Linked DNA regions of Mus musculus: region 2 is linked to region 1. Evidence: chromatin contacts called from public HiChIP or PLAC-seq data. All regions are on one chromosome and are shown on one strand. Each heading gives the region's core, a stretch centred on a gene start, on an enhancer-like site or on the middle of the called end of the contact. The rest is flanking DNA. Distances are from core to core; before and after follow the strand shown.

Evidence for each region. HiChIP or PLAC-seq counts read pairs in DNA pulled down with a chosen protein or histone mark.
Region 2: a contact with region 1 is called in an H3K27ac HiChIP or PLAC-seq map of embryonic stem cells, with 6 read pairs. The contact joins two enhancer-like sites. A contact is called at or near these places in 1 of 39 promoter capture datasets (macrophages), 2 of 15 datasets of contacts at CTCF or cohesin (CD8 T cells and the NIH/3T3 cell line), 7 of 484 Hi-C or Micro-C datasets (B cells, CD4 T cells, the G1E-ER4 cell line and 4 more), 1 of 115 datasets of contacts at active chromatin or transcription factors (embryonic stem cells) and 3 of 9 other capture datasets (adipose tissue, liver and pancreatic islet).

The regions. Positions count from the first base shown.
Region 1 is chr11:77,652,025-77,655,587 of GRCm38.p6, forward strand. No RefSeq gene overlaps it. Among named protein-coding and RNA genes, the nearest start is that of Gm23132, 4.9 kb to the right of the region's middle. Within about 2 kb of position 2,212, at least 9 of the 459 cell types and tissues checked have an H3K27ac peak or open chromatin away from gene starts, as enhancers often do. A contact at or near this core is called in embryonic stem cells, where this site is marked.
Region 2 is chr11:77,737,479-77,740,748 of GRCm38.p6, forward strand. No RefSeq gene overlaps it. Among named protein-coding and RNA genes, the nearest start is that of Cryba1, 14 kb to the left of the region's middle. Within about 2 kb of position 1,338, at least 9 of the 459 cell types and tissues checked have an H3K27ac peak or open chromatin away from gene starts, as enhancers often do. A contact at or near this core is called in embryonic stem cells, where this site is marked.

The DNA.
Region 1 (3,563 bases), core at 962-3,461:
AGACGTATATGCATTCAGGCAAAACACTTATTCACAAAAAATACACATAAGCACATAAATCTAAAAATAAATAAGAATTAAGGCACAGGTAAATATAACAGGCTGATCTTGGGCTAACGCCTATACTTACAGACTTTACTGGATCATTAGAAAACATTTGCCTACAAAGTAGCAGGACTTAGTAACCTGTCAGCCAGTCCGCTGAGGTTTCCGGGTTTTGAGAGCCATATTTGCAGTAATGTAGGATACCCACGTTGGGAGGCATTACACTCTAGCCTACTTGTGAATAGTGGAGCACAGTGCTGTCAATCTCCTGCATCTGGTTCCGACTAGCAGACATTATTTGTAGCATATTTACAAGAAAATGGTAAAGAATGGGTGACAGAGGGGCTGGTGAGATGGCTCAGCAGGTAAGAGCACCCGACTGCTCTTCCAAAGGTCCAGAGTTCAAATCCCAGCAACCACATGGTGGCTCACAACCATCCGTAACGAGATCTAGCGCCCTCTTCTGGAGTGTCTGAAGACAGCTACAGTGTACTTACATAGAATAAATAAATCTTAAAAAAAAAAAAATTTAAAAAAAAAAAAAAAAAAAAAAAAAGAATGGGTGACAGATTATGAACATTGTTAGTAATCAATGCCTGTTATGTAAATAAGTACTAAGGCCTGGGCAGTATATTTTCTGATCATGGCCTGTCGGCATGACAATATCAAACAATCACTAATAAACAACATGGTAGAAACCCTGCCAACTCCTTACCTTTTTTCGCTCCTCCCATTCTTTCTTCCTATCAGAATCCCAGTTTTATTGAGACGTGGCTCCCTTGAGATGCTGCCTAGGTTTGTTGCTCCAAGCCAGTCATGGTTCAGGCATGAGCATTTTCTGTGAGTCTGGTTCAGGCATGTTGGCTGGGGTAAGGTAGAATTTGGAGAAAGATTGTCCCTGCTCCAATATGACGTCCACAGGTAAAATGACTCCTGTTAGGTGTGATGGTTGACCAAGCTAGCTCAGTCAGCCAAACTGGGTCTCAAGGGAGGGAGTGAGCACTGAAAAGAAAAACACAATTAGACAACATTATAAGATAACTCCAGCCAGTGCTGAGGCTGAAGTGGGTTTATTTTTCCAGTCTGTTTTGGTTTGGTTTGGTTTGGTTTTGGTTTTTTGAGACAGGGTTTCTCTGTATAGCCCTGGCTGTCCTGGAATTCACTCTGTAGACCAGCCTGGCCTCGAACTCAGAAATCTGCCTTCCTCTGCCTCCCGAGTGCTGGGATTAAAGGCGTGTGCCACCAGGCGCCCACATTCCAGTCTACTTTTTTTTTTTTTTTTTTTTTTTTGGTTTTTGAGACAGGGTTTCTCTGTGTAGCCCTGGCTGTCCTGGAACTTGCTCTGTAGACCAGGCTGGCCTTGAACTCAGAAATCTGCCTGCCTCTGCCTCCCAAGTGCTGGGATTAAAGGCGTGCACCACCACGCCCAGCTCCAGTCTACTTTTATATCATTCTAGGTACATACAAAGAATATGGTAAGTCCTAAGGTATAAACAAAGTAACCAAGGAACAAACAAAGCATAAACAAAGGTCCCATGATTACTGTATTCAGAGACTTAACAAGACCCATCAAGATACAAAGAACAGCTGGGCGCCGGTGGCACACTCCTTTAATCCCAGCATTTGGGAGGCAGAGACAGGTGGATTTCTGAGTTCAAGGCCAGCCTGGTCTACAGAGTGAGTTCCAGGACAGCCAGGGCTACACTGAGTAATCCTGCCTCAAAAAAAGAAAAAAACAAAAAACAAAAAACAAAAAAACAACAACAACAAAACAAAAACAAAGAGTAAAAATAAAATAAAAAAGAAAGAAAAAAGAGATACAAAGAACACATTCCTCAGCTGTATTCATCTTGAGCCTACTTCCTAGTCCTAGACCAATGTCAAATTCCTGCCAAATTCCTAGAAGGCAGCCCCAAAAGCTCTTCACAGATGGTGTCTCCTTGTGATATTCCTAGGCTGCTTACAGGAGCTGGGCCAGGGGGTGAATGCAGACATACTACAGATAACAGATAGAAAGACAGACAATGGATGGAGCCTGTTCCTGACAATCTCATTTTCTGCTGCATCTACAAACACAGTAACCACCCTCCTCCTACCTGTAGGTAATTCTCATTACTCACAGAGTCTGTATTTGCAAATTCCCCTAGTGCTTACACGTACTTGCAATTGTAAGATCAATACCTGCAGGCCTTTTGCATTTGCTCACTGTTACATGCACCCGCTCAGCAGTGTGTCTAGCACTGGGCATGGAGGTGGGGGATTAGGGTTGTCTAGAGTGGGGATGAGGGTGAGACTCACCCTGGATACAATATCCTTTGACTCTAGTTATCTAGGTACCATGTAGTTCAATGCAGAAGTATATTTAAGCAAAAGCCATAAAGATCTAGACACTTAGGCCAGGCGTGGTGGTGCACACCTTTAATCCCAGCACTCAGCCAGGCGTGGTTGTGCACGCCTTTAATCCCACCACTCGGGAGGCAGAGGCAGGCGAATTTCTGAGTTCGAGGCCAGCCTGGTCTACAAAGTGAGTTCCAGGACAGCTAGGGCTACACAGAGAAACCCTGTCTCGAAAAACCAAAAAAAAAAAAAAAAAAAAGATATAATCCCAGGACTCGGGAGGCAGAGGCAGGCGGATTTCTGAGTTCGAAGCCAGCCTGGTCTACAAAATGAGTTCCAGGACAGCTAGGGCTACACAGAGAAACCCTGTCTCAAAAAAAAAAAAAAAAAAAAGATCTAGACACTTCACAACAAAATTCTCAGGCTGAGCTATTGGATTCCCCTTGAGAAAGCTTCAAATAGACCATTTCTTTGCAAATAACAGTTTACTTTCACAAAAATAGATGACCTAGCTCATGATCATAATTAGCCTTCTGGAACTGAATGATAAGCCAGTGGCTCTCATTTTCTTCCCTTCCCTGATGCTGTGGACTTCCCACTGTTCCTCAGAACACACATTTTACTGGTAGGTATGTCATGTTTTGTTAATTATCTACATACATGTTATGTCACATCATTAAAAGGGCAAGTATTTTGTAGATGAAATAGAATGATTTTGTGTGTGCGTGGGTGTGTGTGTGTTTGAGAGAGAGAGAGAGAGACAGGGTTTCTCTGTGTAGCTCTGGCTGTCCTCAAACTCTCTCTGTAAACCAGGTTGATCTCAAACCTCAAAGTCATGGGTGCTGGGACTAAAAGTGTGAGACACTGCTGCCTGGCAGAATGAAGCTTTTTGTTGTTGTTGTTGTTTTGTTTTGGTTTGGTTTTTTGTTTTTTCTTTTTTAAAGAATTTATTTATCTCATATATGTGAATACACTGTCACTGTCTTCAGACACACCAGAAGAGGGCATCGGATCCCATTATAGATGGTTGTGAGCCACCATGTGGTTGCTGGGAATTGAACTCAGGACCTCTGGAACAGTAGTCAGTACTCTTAACCACTGAGCCATGTCTCCAGCCTGGTTTTTTGGTTTCTCTGTATAGCCCTGGCTGTCCTGGAACTCACTCTGTAGACCAGGCTGGC
Region 2 (3,270 bases), core at 88-2,587, 85 kb after region 1:
ACGTCAGGCTTCAGAGCATCAGCATTCCCAGCCAGAGTGGAAAGCAAGCTCCTTGGGGAAGAGGGATCAGAGGCATAGGAAAGACTTTTGCTAGAAGAAAAGATGAGAGTTTTCAAAGCGTGGTCCATGGAAAGTGCAGTTAAAAATCGACCCTGCTTGTTCTCTCAGGCTTAGTTAGACTCTGTGGGGATGGAACTTGGGAATTTTGTGTTAAACAATGCCAACAGCCCTGCAGCTAGGACTGTCTGTATTCACACTACTTGGGCTCAACAGTGTTTTTGACCATGTTAACTATCAATCTCTATCAATTTAGTTAATTTACAATCCATTATTATCTTCTAGGCTGATACAAACACACATCTAGCTCTTAGAATTGCTGTGAGCAGTGAAGCAATCAATTTGCATAAAGAGTCCCTGGAAGCATCTCTCTCTCTCTCTCTCTCTCTCTCTCTCTCTCTCTCTCCCTCTCTCTCTCTCTCTCTCTCTCTCTCTCTCTCTCTCTCTCTCTCTCTCTCTCTCTCTCTTCCACACTTTAAAAGTGCAGGGTGAGGTAGGGGTAAACTGGGTGGGGTGGAAAATGTCTTTAATCCCAGCACTTGAGAGGCAAAGACAAGAGGATCTCTATGAGTTCAAGACCAACCTAATCTGTTGTGTTTCAGGACAGCCAGGTTACATAGAGACAAACTGTTTCAACAAACAAACAAATGAACAAACAAAACAAAACTCCAAATAAATAATGTTTCTTCTAGTAGGGGAAGTAGAAAAATAAAGAATGTAAAAAAAGGGCTGGAGAGATGGCTCAGCGGTTAAGAGCACTGGCTGTTCTTCCAGGGGTCCTGAGTTCAATTCCCAGCAACCACATGGTGGCTCACAACCATCTGTAATGGGGGTCCGATGCCCTTTTCTGGTGTGTCTGAAGATAGAGACTGTGTACTCACATGCATAAAGTAAACAAATAAATCTTTTAAAAAAGGAATGGAAAAAAAAAGAAAGAATGAAAGTATAATGCTAATTTTCATTCCTTTTCTTTGTATTTCTCTGAGGGAGGAAATAGGGTCTCATTATGTAGCCCAGGATGGTATTGAACACGTAGCAGTTTCCCTACCTCTGCCTCCCAAGTGCCTGACCCTAACCGGTTTTTAAGAAGATAGCAGGAAGGGCTGGCAATCTGTCTTAGCAGTTAAGAGCAGAGAACGGAGGTTTGGTTCCCAGCAACCACCTGCAACTCCAGCTCCAGAGGGACCCAGCGCTTCTGATTTCCATAGGCATCTGCACTGTGCTCATACCTGCCCAAAGAAATGTAGATAACTTAAAACAAAATACCTTTTCAACAGAGATGACTGGAATGGCAGGAGGTGACCTTGAGGCCTGAATAGGGCCTTTGGAGCAGTGGGTAACCGAGGAACCTGGTCCGGGAATGGAGAAAAGAGAAACGGAGTGATTTAGGAGCTTAGAAGGGGCCCAGTAGTCCCTGCTCACACTGTTAATCATAGCACTCCGGAGGCAGAGGCAGGTATATCTCTGTAAGTTCAAGGCCAGCCTAGTCTACAGAGCAAGCTTCAAAAAACAAAACAAAACAAACAAATAAGCAACACCCCTCCCCAAAAAAGCCCAAACCAATCAAACAAACAAACAAACAAACAAAACATTTAGCATGTGGCTCACCTGTCAGGGTCCTCCAGCAATTAGCTTGCTTCTGCTGATAGACTTTTTCTTCTCTTTTCTTTTTTGAGGTGGGGAGAAGGTAGGGGAATGGGATTAGTGTCTTGTACCCTGCATTTAATTTAAAATAATTTAACCTTAGCCAAAATCATAATTATAGGGCTAGAGAGACAGCTCAGAGATGAGCACACTGGCTGCTCTTCCAGACAACTCGGACTGGGTTCTCAGCACCACATTCTGGCTCACACCGTCTATAACTCCAATCCAGGAAAACTGATGGCTTTCTGGCTACTCAGGCATGGAAGTGGTATGCAAACATGCATGCTCAAAAAACAGGCAGTGGCGATGCACTTTAACCCCAGGACTTGAGGTCGGGGGGGGGGGGGGGGGGGGGGGGGGGGGAGGCAGAGGCAGGTAGATCTCTGAGTTTGAGACCTGCCTGATCTCCAGTGTTGAGGTTTGGTATGTTGCCATGTATCATAATGCTAAATACTGGTCCCCAAGACCTGGTTGCCTCAGGGACAAGGAAATCCTCATGTACCAAGTGATGCTATGTAACCCTGCTCCTTAATTTAAAACTATTAGTTGAATAAAGATGCCTATAGCTGGGCAGAAGAGAGGTAGTGGATCTCTGGTTTCTAGGGATTAGGGTCTGAGGCAGAGGCTGGAGGAAGAGGAGAGAGAGAAGAGAGGAAGACACCATGGAGTAAGGGATCAGAAGAACTGGCCGTGGGCCAGTCATTGTAAGAACAGCCCAGGCAGAACATGGCAAGTCACATCTGGGCTTTATTGACAGGGAAGTAGACAAAATAGCTTAGAGGGCTGGTATCTGCTCAGCTCTAGTGCTGTTAAGGCTTACTATAAATGTAAAGGTGTTGTGTCTTTCATCTGGAAACTGAATGATCAAAAGCAGAAAGGAGTAGAAATTCCCAATTAATATTTTCCACAACAGAGCAAGTTCCAGGACAGCCAGGGTTATACAGAGAAACCCTATCTTGAAAAAACAAATAATCAAAAAAAAAAAAAAAACAGAAACAGAAACAAAGAAAAAAAGAAAAACACCCATATATATACACACACACATACATATATATATATATATATATATATATATATACACATATACATGTATATACTTATATATATACATATACACACACATATATATATACATATACACATACATATATATAATCATAATCATAGTTTGAATAATAACAATGCAATACAAGGGTTGAAGAGAACCGGAAGGTCTGAGGTGCCCATCCTCTCATATTTACAACACAACAGAAGACTGGGAGGCAAGGGGAGCGCCTTCTTGTCAGCACACACTGAGGACACTGGGGAGATTCTCATCTGGCACCTTCCAGCCTGGTTCCTGTCCTGGAGGCTGATTCCTTCCAGACTTGGCAAAGGGAGAGAGACTTACAGGCTTTGAAGAAAAACCCAGAGCCTTCACTTCAGAGGAGCCATCAACTCTCAAGGTGGGGTGCATCTGAGCACCTACTGTCATTTCACTGTCTTTGTATCCCTTGACTTTGCACTGGCTATCTTCTGGCTTCCCCACCCACCCCCTTGCAGTTCAGCGGAGATCACACTGAGGTTTTT